2 separate regions of the Mus musculus genome follow, and region 2 is linked to region 1. Evidence: chromatin contacts called from public Hi-C data. All regions are on one chromosome and are shown on one strand. The core of a region is the stretch at or near the end of the contact, and the rest is flanking DNA. Distances in the headings are between cores, read along the strand shown.

What was found. Hi-C and Micro-C count contacts between places; a contact is called where the count stands out from the background.
Region 2: a contact with region 1 is called in a Hi-C map of bone marrow-derived macrophages, with 29 read pairs. The contact joins two enhancer-like sites. A contact is called at or near these places in 1 of 15 datasets of contacts at CTCF or cohesin (large pre-B cells), 14 of 484 Hi-C or Micro-C datasets (the AML12 cell line, B cells, bone marrow-derived macrophages and 8 more) and 2 of 115 datasets of contacts at active chromatin or transcription factors (memory CD8 T cells and neural progenitor cells).

What each region holds. Positions count from the first base shown.
Region 1 is chr10:53,926,584-53,930,579 of GRCm38.p6, reverse strand. The region is part of intron 8 of Man1a (mannosidase 1, alpha); the gene reads left to right. Among named protein-coding and RNA genes, the nearest start is that of Man1a, 150 kb to the left of the region's middle. Within about 2 kb of position 2,534, at least 46 of the 459 cell types and tissues checked have an H3K27ac peak or open chromatin away from gene starts, as enhancers often do. A contact at or near this core is called in bone marrow-derived macrophages and liver, where this site is marked.
Region 2 is chr10:54,057,554-54,061,153 of GRCm38.p6, reverse strand. The region is part of intron 2 of Man1a (mannosidase 1, alpha); the gene reads left to right. Among named protein-coding and RNA genes, the nearest start is that of Man1a, 16 kb to the left of the region's middle. Within about 2 kb of position 1,798, at least 61 of the 459 cell types and tissues checked have an H3K27ac peak or open chromatin away from gene starts, as enhancers often do. A contact at or near this core is called in bone marrow-derived macrophages and liver, where this site is marked.

The DNA.
Region 1 (3,996 bases), core at 1,285-3,784:
TGTTAGATATAATTTACCAAAAGGGTGACGGGCACAAGAGTTCTTCTCTTGGATATTTCAAAACTTGGAGAAGAGTCTCTATGATCTCTGGCTTCCTGGCTTTAATTTAGGATTTAGAAGTGACTGGGAAGGACACTAGGAGAGGGTTACACCGTTCTGACTTCACCTGCTCAGTCACCCATGCACTGTAGATTTGGCTCTGTTTTCCAGGACAAAGAGTCTTTTACGTTTGTACTGCTTATCAGCCAGCTTTCTGATGGAAAGCAAACAGAACTGCTGAGACTCACGCCTGCCCTCTCCCATCCTCCATCCTGAGTTCCAGCCATAAGAAAGAAAGGCTTCTATTTTTATTTCTTAACTGTGACTTACTTGGCCATACCTGGGGGTGGGGGTGGGGGTTCCTTATGCTATTTCCTCAACTCTTTTATCTAGCTTCTCCACTAAGTTCCAGATTGCATACCTGTTCTTTAAGGAGCCAACTCTCCTTCAAGGATCTGGGTGGATGTGTTAACACCCACTATACCTGTACTTCTTTCTCTCCGGATGAACAGTGTGGGTTATTTCTACCCACAGTCCCCTTCCTGATGCTCCTGCATATCCTTCTTCCTAGGTATTCAGAGCTTTAAAGGTTGGTAAACATGCCATGGGTGTGTCTGCTAACCCAGAACACAGTACTTTGTACTAACTCAATGACTGTTTACTTGAATGTTTTCTGTACTGGGGTATGTTACATCTGACCTTTCATTCTCTCAGCAATAGTTCTATTTACCCTTCTGTAAAAGTTGTCCTTGCTGCTTCTTAGCTAAAGAGCATCCTAGCCTAGCCATGGGAGAGAAATTGGCTTTGTGATCATTGCAGCTAGACATGAGCTGCCTTGAGAGAGAGAGAGAGAGAGAGAGAGAGAGAGAGAAAGAGAGAGAGAGAGAGCGTGTGTGTGTGTGTGTGTGTTGAGTCACTAGTAGCACTAAAACAATGCTGTGGACAGATAAATTCAGATTCATATGAAAGTTATTAAAATTAAGGGAAAATGATCATTTTGATCCCGTGTTTTGTTTTGTTTACTATTTTGTTGTCATTTTGTTTTGTTTTTCTCTCCAGACATTATATTAGAAATCTTTGTATGGGATCTATTTTTACCAAGAATAAAAATCATAATTTACCCCCCTAGAGAAGAACATAAAATTTGAGTGACTATTCATTTAGAACTGTTAGGCATGAAAATACCAAATTTTTGCTTATCTGGAGCTGGTGGTCATGTCCTTCTGAAAAAAAAAAAAATCTTCTCCCCTATGCCTACTAAGAAGTTACACAGAGAACTCTGTCACTACACAAACTATCACCCAGACCCAGGAAAGCTCAATGAATAAGATACTAAATTATCAAAAGCATGGTGCGCCGCATTGTTCCTTTACTTTGATTTTTGATAACCAGAAAAATGTTTACGTTAACTAACACCAAAATTAAATGAAACAAATATATTGTTATATAACCCTTTTTTCTTTAAAATACTCCCGTGTGCCCAAGCTTGTTCTTCCCTCACTGTGGACTCATAACCCAGAGGGGGCAATGCCCAACCTCTCCACACTGTTCGTTCTCCTCTGTCGTTGTTCTGACTCCGAAGGGCATGTCTGGATCGGGGCCATCATTCCCCATAACTTCATTCGGCCCTTGTTATTTTGACAGTAACTGGACAGGGATTTGCTTCGCCATGCATCACTTGCGTTTGTCTCCTACAGCCATGCTTACAACAGCAGGTCTCATTATTGATGAGACCCGACTTAGTCTATTTACTTTGTAAATGTCAGAGGTTTCTGCGGTAATTCACTTAGGAAACTGGAAAGGTCATGTGCTGCTATTTTAAGAAATCAGACCTACCACTTTAAAAACATTTTTCCCTAAAATTGAATTCACATGATTCTGGACTATTCATAATAAGGAAATTGCATATTTAAATACGTAAGATCGGGCTCTGCTAGTTGGAATAGGTCCCGATTAACATTGATATCACTTAGTTTTGAGGGAAAGAGGCTTGTCAGGGCCCAGTGTGGAACATAAGGACCTATCTCTGCCCTTGTGGATCATGACTTGGTGATGAGGCAAAGGCCTGCTGTCCAAAAACTTTTGAAGGGAGGGGCAGACCTTCAAGGTTTTCACAGAAGATCTGTGTGTGATCCTTGATATCAAGTATGTCCTTTTCATTTGTGAAAATAAGGTGTACAGAAGCCCCAAGGAAGATGGACACTGATACTTTTGAGGACTGAAATATGAAACGTGAGCAGAGACCAAGTGACCAATGGCACGGAGAAAACTGAGACATAAAGGTCCTTCCTGGTTCCAAAAGAGGCAGGCTCTAAGGGCTTCGAGTCAGTGGTGACCAGATTCTCCTGTGAAGGGGCCGGATGCCAAGAGTGTAGAGAGAGGTTGATTGTCACCAGAGCATCTTGCAATGAAGAACATGCTGACTTCCTTGTCTGGAACAGTGGGCAGGAAGGACTGCATGGAGCTGACCAAGCACTGTGACAATTGAGGAAGTGACCTTGCTATTGAATTTTACTAAAATTCAGTAGAAATAGTGTGACCCCGTGAGAGTGAAGGCAGGGAATGGGATAAGTGGCCACTGCAGCAGCGACAAGCAGGAGCTGCTCTGCATCCTTTCTGTTGCTGTGATAAAACACTGACCCAAAAGTAACTCATGCTAGCTGGCTCACTCCAGGCTTGAACTTCCTGGAATTTTCTTAAACAGCCGATCACCACCTGTCTGGGTGGTACAGCCCACAATGGGCTGAGTGCTCCTACTAATAAAGAAAGCAGCCTTCCCCAGAATGCCCATAGGTCAATCTGAGCCAGTCTGTCTCTTATTTGGGAGTTGTTTCTAGGTGACTATACGCTGTGTCAAGCTGTCAGTTAAGGCTACCTAGGACAGAACTGGTGATGGCTTGAGCCAGGATCACAGCAGTAAGGGCAGAGAGGAAGCGGAGGGAGGCTTCAAAGACACATGGGAAGTACAGCGTGCACAGTTCCAGAGCTCACTGCTTGTGGGAAGGAGAATCAGAAAATATACTTTTTAAATAGCCATTTAATGGCTCTTGCTCTACTCTGTGTGTGTGTGTGTGTGTGTGTGTGTGTGTGTGTGTGTGTGTGTGTGTATGTTGCTAGGAAATTGAACCCAGAGCCTTAGCATTAGCTACACGAGTGTCCTGTCCTGAGCTACATTCCCAACCTCAATGACCCCTGAATTCCAGTGTCTGTAGATAGGTGAGTGGAAATTTGACGAGGATTTGAAGTTTGAGGAAGGAAGGAAGGAAGGGAGGGAGGGAGGGAGGGAGGGAGGGAGGGAGGGAGGGAGGGAGGGGAGAAAACAGAGAGAGAAAGAGAGAGACAGAGAGAGAATGAAAGAGAGAGAAGAAAGAAAGAAAGAAAGAAAGAAAGAAAGAAAGAAAGAAAGAAAGAAAGAAAGAAAGAAAGAAAGAAAGGGAGGAAGGAAGGAAGGAAGGAAGGAAGGAAGGAAGGAAGGAAGGAAGAAAGAAAGAAAGAAAGAAAGAAAGAAAGAAAGAAAGAAAGAAAGAAAGAAAGAAAGAAAGAAAGAAAGAAAGAAAGAAAGGGAGAGAGAGAGAAAGAGGAAAATAATTTATTTTCAACACCCATGTAGATTCAAACTGAAGTTGTTGGCTAGGCAGCAGAATAGTCCTTTATAGCTAGAGATAAACTAATACACTCCTGGATAACCAAGTCAAAAAATTCTCACTTCATTTCAGATTTAGCTCTGTGTTATGAAACTTTGAAAGACCATTTTCTTAATAGACAAGTTCTCTCAGTTCTGGGCATGGTGTTTCACATCAATTGTGCTTTTGGTTTGGAAGCAGTGTGCTTAAAAAATGAAGATTCATTCAACTTCCAGTTGGTGTTTTATGACAAAAGGAAAGCATCCATATGTTGGGCTCAATGTGGGCTGTAGGGTTCAATGGCTCTCAGCCACTCTGTGCTCTCTCCTAGCTT
Region 2 (3,600 bases), core at 549-3,048, 130 kb before region 1:
GTACACACATACACAGACACACACCCCTATTTAGTAAGTAAGTTGAAAGCAGGAAGCTATTTACAGGATATAAATGCAGGCTTTTGCTACAGTGTTACTGTTGTCAGAAATCTTGGATTTTTCCCTTCCCACTTTTACTTTAGTTGCCCTTGCTCAAACCCTTGCTTGCCATGGCAAGAAGAAGGCACCGCTTGCCTTGCTTTAGTCGCTGTTCTACAGAAATGATGTTCATCCTCAGGGAAACCACAGAGGATGCTAAACTGAACAGTTTTCATTCGTTCATCAGGGTTGAGTCAACTCTGGCTCCTTGGGCTGGTGTTCATATCTGGAGGAGAAGGCTGGGAGAAGGGTGAATCTGGATGAGACTGGATGAGCAGCGCTGGAAGAAATATTTTGTGAACTGAAACGCTGAGAGTGTTTCAGCTATGTGCATAAATTTAGCTCACTAATTAGGTCTGTGTGCTTTCAGTTTAGGGCGTATCTACAACCTTCATGATAACACATGTTGGTTATTAGTGTGGCTACAGCTTCAGCCACGTTGGCAGCAGAGGTTTCTCATACATTTCAAATGGGAATTGAAGAGTGAAATGTAATCCTGCATTGATCATTTGCTTAACTTTAATCTGCTCACAATTGACCTTGTAGTTTGTGCCCAACAGACTGGATTTAAAAACAGGGCATCAACTAATACTCTCAAAGATTACTTCTTAGCATTATACTCTTATTAAAGACTTTCTGAAGAGCACTAAACTTCTTTTCATCGTGACATAGGAAGGAACATATACGTGTTCTTCAGACTCACTCTAAAATAGCAGAGCTTTTGAACCTGTGGCATCATTTTTTTTTATTTTTAAAACTATTTCATATGAAAACTCCAAGCAGAAAATTTTTAAATATTAAAATTGACACAAGAAATTAAAAGGTCTTCTTTGCTGGTGATGACTGTATTTGCTCTAGTCTTTTCATAAATGTATATATGATCCCTCCACCCTGAATGAATATTTTTGCAGGCTTAGAGTTTTGAATGTCTCTGCTCAGGAGTAAGGGGAAGAATAAAAGCTGAAGTGAAAGTATCTCTCAAAGTTCCCTGTCCTTTGATAGTGCTGGGTTTCTTAAGGAGACAGTGTTGAATCTGCGATGCAGCCTAGTAAAATTAAATGAGAGATGATGGTTTGGAAAGGCTCACACAGGGGAGGAGCAGCGCTGTGCCGTCTTTCCCTTCATGCTTCTCTAAAAGCAGTGTACAAAGATGTCCTTGCTTACACGACTGAAAATCTGCGACTTCACTTCTGTGGTTAGAGTTCTCCACCCACCTGCGATATGGAGAATTACACTATAGGCTTCCCAAGGAAAATCTTAGAGTCTGAGGTTCATAAGGATTTCTTTAAGGACTGGCAATGAACTTTCCAAACTGGCATACCAGGGATTGGTTTAAGTTAACAAGCTGAAGGCTCTCCATTAGGGGAGCCACTCTGGATGGTTGTATTCCTTAAAAGTTTTCACTGGATCTCCTGCTTTTTACAGATGTAAAGAGATTAAGGGTTTTACGGCCAAATATGGGACAAATGGTCAGATATTAGTTTTTGTTTTACCCATCACATTTTTCCCAGGCTGTTCATCGCCTCCCATCCTTCTGCAAACCTCTTAGAGAGAGGAGACACAATGGCTGGCTGGAACGTCTGTGCCAGAAGAGGCAGGGATGAGATTAGGCACTTCACCCTGTCAGACCTCTAGTCCCCTTAACAATGAAGGCCCAGCCCCAGTTCTCAGCAGCAGACAAGCAGTGCTTCCCTTCCAGGAAGCCAGAGAGGGGAATTCCTGACATGAGATTTGTACAAAGACAGATCACCATTCCCTTGACCTGCAGGGCACTCGTGGTGCTTTAGAATTCCAGAGGGAGTAAAGCTGTCAAGGTACATGATTGGTTAGCATAGCTGTCAGCCTTTCCCATGGACTTGCTCGAAGGCCATTTCAGGAAGCAGTGCCTTTGATTGATTCCAGGTCTGATGCATCACCATACTGTGTGTGGTATTTCCCAAAACACTGGGGGATTTGGGCAGATGGAATGCTCACAGGCTGGGTGAGGCAGGAAAACAAACCTGTCAGGTAGGGAAGGCTCTTGTGTCTACCTTCGGGGAAGCCTATGTCCTGCACTCCATTCTGAAGTATTTCACAAATCCTTGGGGACACCGAGTACACTAGAGTATCTATGTGTGTTTCCTGCATTCTAAAATTTCCTCATTGTTATATAACAGGAATCCAAGTTTGATTGATTGATTGATTGATGATTGATTTTTGAGATAAGGTTTCACATAGTCCAGGCTGACCTCACAATTAGTATTTAGCCAAAGATAAGCCTGAATTTCTGGTGCTCCCTCCTGCTTCCATTTCCCAAGACCTATCATTCTGGTATGTGCTACCACACCCGATTTGCTCCATGCTGGGGTTTGAACCAAAGGTTTTGTTCATGTTGGGCCTGCACTCCACCAACTGAGCTACACTCCTCCCTCTACACAGTCCTCTCTTTTAAACTTTATTTTAATTTGAAGTAGAATTGTGTCACTTTCTCTCCTCCCTGTCCTTCCACTACCCTCTTTTGGCTACTTCCCTTAAGCGGGTAGAATGGGGGTGCTGTTCTGGTTTTCTTAACTGGTATTCTGTGTAGTATGATCTATATATAGTTAAACACTTAGTGTGTAGATGCTAAATCTCATCTTTGCACAGATTTGTTTCCTTTATTTTGTGTCTGAGAAGGGAGAGGGGAGGTCAGACATGGAGGGATAGCACTCTCTCCAGTCACACTTAAATTACAAAAGCAAAACCTATGTTAAGCATCTCTGGAGCGTAACAGCTTGCTCAACCTTAAAAGTGTGAATATATACATATATACACATATATACACACATATATACACATATAATCGAGGATAAAATATGCATAATATATTATGGATATGTAATATGTAGGATATGTAACATGCAATATTGCATATATCACATATATTGCATATATAACATGTAATATATATTACACATACACAATATGCATAATACATATGATGTGTTATATACAATCAATATTATTACATACTATAGGTGAATATATATGTGTAAAAAGTATTATATATATTATACCTTAATGATATGTTTCTAGTGTGTGTTTCTTTGGGTTCCATCCCTAGTACTTGTAGAGAAGCCACAGCAAAGACCATGTTTGATTCCTCTTAAGAGACGTGCACAGACATTACAGCACTTTTCAAAATGTGTATAATAAGCAATATAGTAATTATTGTGCTCAATTCTTTTTGTTTGTATGTTTAATAAGTCAGACTAGGAATCACTGCCATTACTCCTACACACATTGAGGATTAGCACTTCACATAAGCCACTCAAAGGCATATGGGAGTCTGTAGTAAACAAGAGAGATGCAACCACTGGCACAGTACCTTACACACACACACACACACACACACACACACACACACACACACACACACACACATATATATATATATGTATATATATATATATATAATTATGCCTAAATGATATGTATATGCATAGTAAATACATGGCATATGTATATGCACAGTTAGTAAAT